Regions from separate parts of the Sus scrofa genome. Here region 2 is linked to region 1. The links are chromatin contacts, called in public promoter capture Hi-C maps. All regions are on one chromosome and are shown on one strand. The core of a region is the stretch at or near the end of the contact, and the rest is flanking DNA. Distances in the headings are between cores, read along the strand shown.

The links. Promoter capture Hi-C pulls out the DNA fragments that hold promoters and counts their contacts.
Region 2: a contact with region 1 is called in a promoter capture Hi-C map of fetal liver, with 2.6 times the contacts expected there. The contact joins the enhancer-like site here to the promoter of IFIT2 in region 1. A contact is called at or near these places in 2 of 5 promoter capture datasets (fetal liver and liver), 5 of 47 Hi-C or Micro-C datasets (alveolar macrophages, embryonic fibroblasts, epiblast stem cells and 2 more) and 1 of 2 datasets of contacts at active chromatin or transcription factors (skeletal muscle).

The regions. Positions count from the first base shown.
Region 1 is chr14:101,192,234-101,194,933 of Sscrofa11.1, reverse strand. IFIT2 (interferon induced protein with tetratricopeptide repeats 2) reads right to left here and starts at 1,336. Exons shown (of 2, transcript NM_001315658.1): 1 at 1,317-1,336. The coding sequence starts at 1,336. It also overlaps a transcript of LIPA not described here.
Region 2 is chr14:101,373,998-101,376,697 of Sscrofa11.1, reverse strand. All of the region lies in intron 2 of LOC110256785 (a long non-coding RNA gene), which reads right to left. Among named protein-coding and RNA genes, the nearest start is that of SLC16A12, 7.0 kb to the right of the region's middle. Within about 2 kb of position 1,282, at least 9 of the 83 cell types and tissues checked have an H3K27ac peak or open chromatin away from gene starts, as enhancers often do. A contact at or near this core is called in fetal liver and liver, where this site is marked.

The sequences.
Region 1 (2,700 bases), core at 87-2,586:
TCTTATCTGGATGAAAGCCACAGTCACACTCTCTAGCAGTCTCAGAGCCAATGCTCCTGCCACAGGGTCTTAGAACAGTACCAGCACTACTGGGGAGCCTGGTAGAAATGCATGTCCTTTGATATCAAGCCAGGAATACCATATCTGAATCTTGGGGTCTGGGGAGTGGTATTTGAGCCCAAGTATCTATCTTTAACAAGCTCTCCGGGTAGATTGTATGTGTGTTCAAACTTGAAAACCGCTGTCTTTGAGCACAAGGGCAACACCTGATGACAATCCCTATAGCTAAAGAATAAGAGAAAATGAGAAGGACTGGATGGGTCTGTATTATTGTGGGAAAGATTCTAAGAGAAGGCCTTGCTAAAATTCTAACACACAGGAACAAGCTTCCTAAAGATTCTAAGTTACCATAGAAACAGACATCTGAAAATATCTCAAATTATTATTATTTTTTTCCTATCAGGCAGATGTGCAGACTGGCAGAAAAAATAATCATACTTCCTCTAGGAAGTAAGTAGTGAGGCTGGTACCCCTGGATTCTGGAGCTCCCAGGACTGAGGCTTAGGCATCCAGGCTCACCACTATACCCTTTAGCTGGAGAAAAGATAATAGAAAGCTCCCTTCTCACTCAATGAGCTAACACTTCCTCCTCATGGAAACCTTCTATTTCTGGGATATGAGAGGCGGGGATTATTTTCTCCAAGCCCTCCATCTCCAATTCATATTTAAGATAAGAGTAGAATTTTGGGGTGAAATATATTTCTGTTATTTTATCACCCTAATGCAAATCTGCGATGAATGAACACATTAAAAGTAAAACCCACCTTAGCATGAGGTGAGGTTGCTATCCTGAGTACACTTTTAACAGTACTTGCTAAAAAGAGATCCTTTATTGAGTAATAATGTTGTTAAAAAGCCCCTCACTTACTCCTTTCAAATAAGAAACAAAGGAGAGACAGTCTACAGGAGCAATTCCCCCAGTCCCATTTTTAAATAAAGCACCTGCCTGATAAAACATCTCTCTGCTCTCTGCTTTCCTGTCTCACTCTTCTCTGACGACCTCCGTGCTCAGCTTCCTGGTGAGAGATGTCTCGGTAGGAAGCTTGACTGTGTGAGGCAGGACATAACTTAGGAGTAAACAAGCCAACAAAAAGACAAATAAACCACCTACAGAGATAGATGCATTGTAAGGCTACAAATAAACACTAAAGCAGAACAATTCAGAAACTTGCCTTTTAGGTACATGACTATTTAGGTCTTGCTTTCCCCGACAATCTTGATTAGACATTTTCAGCACAATCAGAGGAGAGTCTTACCTCATGATTGCTGTGCACATCTCAGCTGTTCTGAAAGGCTGCAGTTCCAGCTACTGTGCTCTTCAGAAATCCTCCTCTGTCCCAAGTAAATATTAAAGAGACCTATATATGGAAGCAGCACCTGATTTCTTTGCCTAAACAGGCTTTAGGAAAGAGAAATTGAAACTGGAAAGTGAATTGGCAGTACTCTAAGAGGAAATGAATCTTAGTAAGAGCTGAATAAGAGCCAAGCCCATGGGTTACCCTCCTCCCCCACCCCCTGCAGTGAGTTAGAATTTCTTTGTGAATTTCCTCTGCCATCAAGGGAGCCCAACTGGAAGAAGGATACTTTTACTAAGCACTCTGCCTCATTATTGCAATGTTAACCCATCTTTACTCTGTCCACCCTTACCACCAAGGTGACCTGCAGGCACCTGTGAGGAGCAGTTATATAACTTCTACACAGCAGGGGGTTTTCATCTGTTTCACTTACTGCTGAATTTCCAGTCCCCGCAATAATAATACTTGGCACATGATAGGCATTCAAAAAGTCGTTGAATGAATACATACATGATTAGAACCATGGACTCTGATGCCAATCAATCTGGATTTGAAACCAGGCTCCGTTTATATGCTGTGACACTAGAAATTACTGAAGGTCTCCCTGCTTTAGTTTATTCTGTGAAATGGGAATCCTACCACTATGTATGTGGTGTTGTGAGGATCAAAGGGGTTAATACATGAAATGCCATTAGAATAATGCCCAGAACATAGTTAAAAAGTTAGTTTTTATAATAATTAGTGACTAAAGTCATTAACACAAGGGGGCCAGAAGGTTTGCTTGTGATATTTGCCTCTTTCAGAACTTTGGTTGACATTCCACAATCTCTCATGATCGCTAACCTAAGCCAAACATTCCTAACATCTCTACACATTCTTGGCTTCCCTGAGCTCAACTTCTTAAATTCCCGTGGGTCACCTTGGGATTTAGCATCTGCACACCACCATCTGCAGCCATAGTGGTTTGTTTGATAGAGGAAATTTGCCTTATCCTTATTTATATCCTTAATCACAAGGGGATTGTGATATGCATAGATGCAAGAGAGAAGAAGTAACCACACCAGGTGTCTTGGAGGTCAAGAAATTACACAGAGTGTAGGCTAAACATAGTCTCTGTAAAAGTGAGTTTCTAAGGCAAATTATTCAGTGTTGGGAAAAGCATTATTTATCATGGATTTTTACAGGTTCTATGTACAAGTTCTCTGATGTATTTATAGAAATGCAAGTTAGGTGTACAAGAAGTGTTGAAATAGGAAACTAGAACACTGTGGGATTTGTTTTGTTTTGGGGAATGCACACTCACTCAATAAGACTATTGGTTAGAAATGTTTAAATTTTGTTAATA
Region 2 (2,700 bases), core at 33-2,532, 180 kb before region 1:
GTGTTGGCAGTGCAGGTGGAAAAAAAGTGAGGCAGATTTTGAGGTATATTTTGATGAGATAATTAGTAAGATCTGAAGAGGTACTGATGTGGGAGGTAAGGGATGAAAGATTTCTGGCTTGATGAATGGAATGGACTGGAAGCCCAATACAATAAAACCATAAAGTAGAACTGTTCTACTTAGGGAGAAAAGGAAAAAGTGGAGGGCTGGGTCCTGTTTACCCGGGCGCCTTTCCCTTTCCAACTGCTCTTGGGTCTCCTTAGAATACATAGTTCATGATTCTTAAATTTTAGGGTGTTGAGCCTATGTTAACCAGCTTGTTGACATACTGGTTCCTCTGTGTAGTGTTGCTGGAGCAGAGCACTTGGAGCAGATATAGACTAGAAAGTTAATGTGGATGTGTCTGGTTACAAGAGCCACTGCTTTCAACTGACCTTCAGATTGGTCAGAAACACTCTAAAGCATCTGGCAGGCGGTTTGCTGGCAGACTTAGGGCTCCCTTTTTATAAACTTGTGAAAACCAAGGTAGCCTTTTTTGATTTTTCACTTTGTGCTTTTCTATTTTTCACACTCTACTAAAGTAAAATTAAACCAATGGCTATTATTGATATTGCTAGAACCTCTGAGTGGTTCTTCCAGCAGTTGGGATGATGTGGACTTCCTTAACTCAATGATGTTATCATGGCATCATCTACAACCATGACAACTAATTAATATGAATGTATAAATGTGTGTCTCTGCTGGAAGAAACAGATACCGTAGTACCCAGTATGTGCTAATTTGTGTAACACTTAAGGTACACATTAGCATAGAAATTAAAAAGGGATTTGGCCACTGTTCATTTACTTTGATGCCTTATTTATTTGGATTGGCTTTATCCTCATCAAAATTTTTCTTCAATTCGCACTTCCCGAATTTATCAAAATGAGTAGAGGTGAAGCTGCAACTTGCTAATTAATCCATTAAGAAGATCAACACAGAGAGTCAAAAAGGGTAATTCAGCCCCAAACAAAGCTGGCTGATTTTTTTTTCTTTTTTCCCAAATGAAGTTTAATCAGTCTCCACTGTGTTTCTGATGTTAGCAGGTGAGCTGTCCACCAGAATCACGCATCGCTTCAAATGACTTAAAGCAGCCGTCTGGTCCTGCTGTGAGAAGGTCCTGCTCATTATCACTCATTCCTCTCTTGAAGGAGAATGTTTCCGCTCTGCTAGTGTAACCCCTCTCCTGTCTCTGAATGGCTCTCACCCTTCTGTGACTCATGTAGCACTCGCTGCATCCCACTTAGCAGTCAGCTGTGCCTCTATCTTATCTCCCCTACTAGACATTTCGGGCATTCCCCAAGGTCCAAGCCTTGCCCTTCTGCTCCGGTTTCATCTCTGCCCTCTTGCATTGAAGATTTCCAAGTCTTATCTCTCACTCTGACCTGTTCTCTTGGCCCTTGACCTAAATTTCCAACAGTCTGCTGGGTATTTCACTCCCATCTGAAGCTCCATGTATCATATATTGAATAGTTCACCAACTGCTACCTCTTAACTCCTCTCTCTGTTAATGATCACTGTCCTCCTGGCTGGAGACACACATGCTTCTCATGTCTCTTTCACTCCATATCTAATCAGTCACTTTGTCCTATTGATTTTCCCTGTTCTCGTCAAAACGACTTATTTACTCACTGCCAAATACACCCTGCACTTTTCCACCACCAATATTATTAACCTGCAGTTTCACCTCCTATGAGAGCCTTCCTATCTCCTTACTGAAATGCTCCGAGGAGTTCCAGCCCTACCTCTAAAGTCAATCCTCACCTAGGCAATTCTGTCCAAAGCATTTAGCTTTTCCTCTGAATTCTACCAACTGTTGACTTCCTTTATCAAAATGATCTTGCACTCTTTCTTTTTGGATATAATTTTTTTTGTTGTTTTGTTCTCTTCAGGGCTGCACCCTGCAGGTTCCCACGCTAGGGGTCTAATTGGAGCCATTGCTGCTGGCCTACGCCAGTGCCACAGCAACACCAGATCCGAGCCTCATCTGCGACCTACACTATAGCTCACGGCAACCCCAGATCCTTAACCCACTGAGCAAGGCCAGGGATCGAACCCTCAACCTCATGGTTCCTAGTCCGGATTCGTTTCCACTGCACCATGATTGGAACTCCGCACTCTCTTCTGAAATGTAATGTGGTGAAGGTGTTTTTGAAATCTTGTATTGTTCTTCAACTTCTCTCATTTGCATGGCTACTTATACTTCAATTAGACTGTAAATTCCTTGAAGACAGAAACTGTCTTAAAATACTCTTGTACTGTGCATAGGCTAGACACTCAAAAATCCTGGTTAATTTGTTTGTGCTGGGTTTGTCTGATGATAGAAATGGAGAGACACGCACTGTGGTTCAGTTTGCAATTCAGTTGCTTATTAAGTTGGCCCATTAAACACGAATAATTTCTTTTCTAATCTATTGCTCATAACATGGTTCCCCCCCGCTTTTGAGTAATCGAAAAGAACATAACAGCATGATAAAAACTGGGGGAGAAAGACTTCTGATAGATGTGTTTGCAAGAGAGGTAAATGCGAGATCTGCAGACATTGTAAACTTATATTAGTTATCTCTTGATTAAATGCTGCATGATAAACCACCATAACCAGTGGCTACCACAGGAAACCTTTTCCTTTTTTTTTTTTTTTGCTTTTTAGGGCTGCACCTC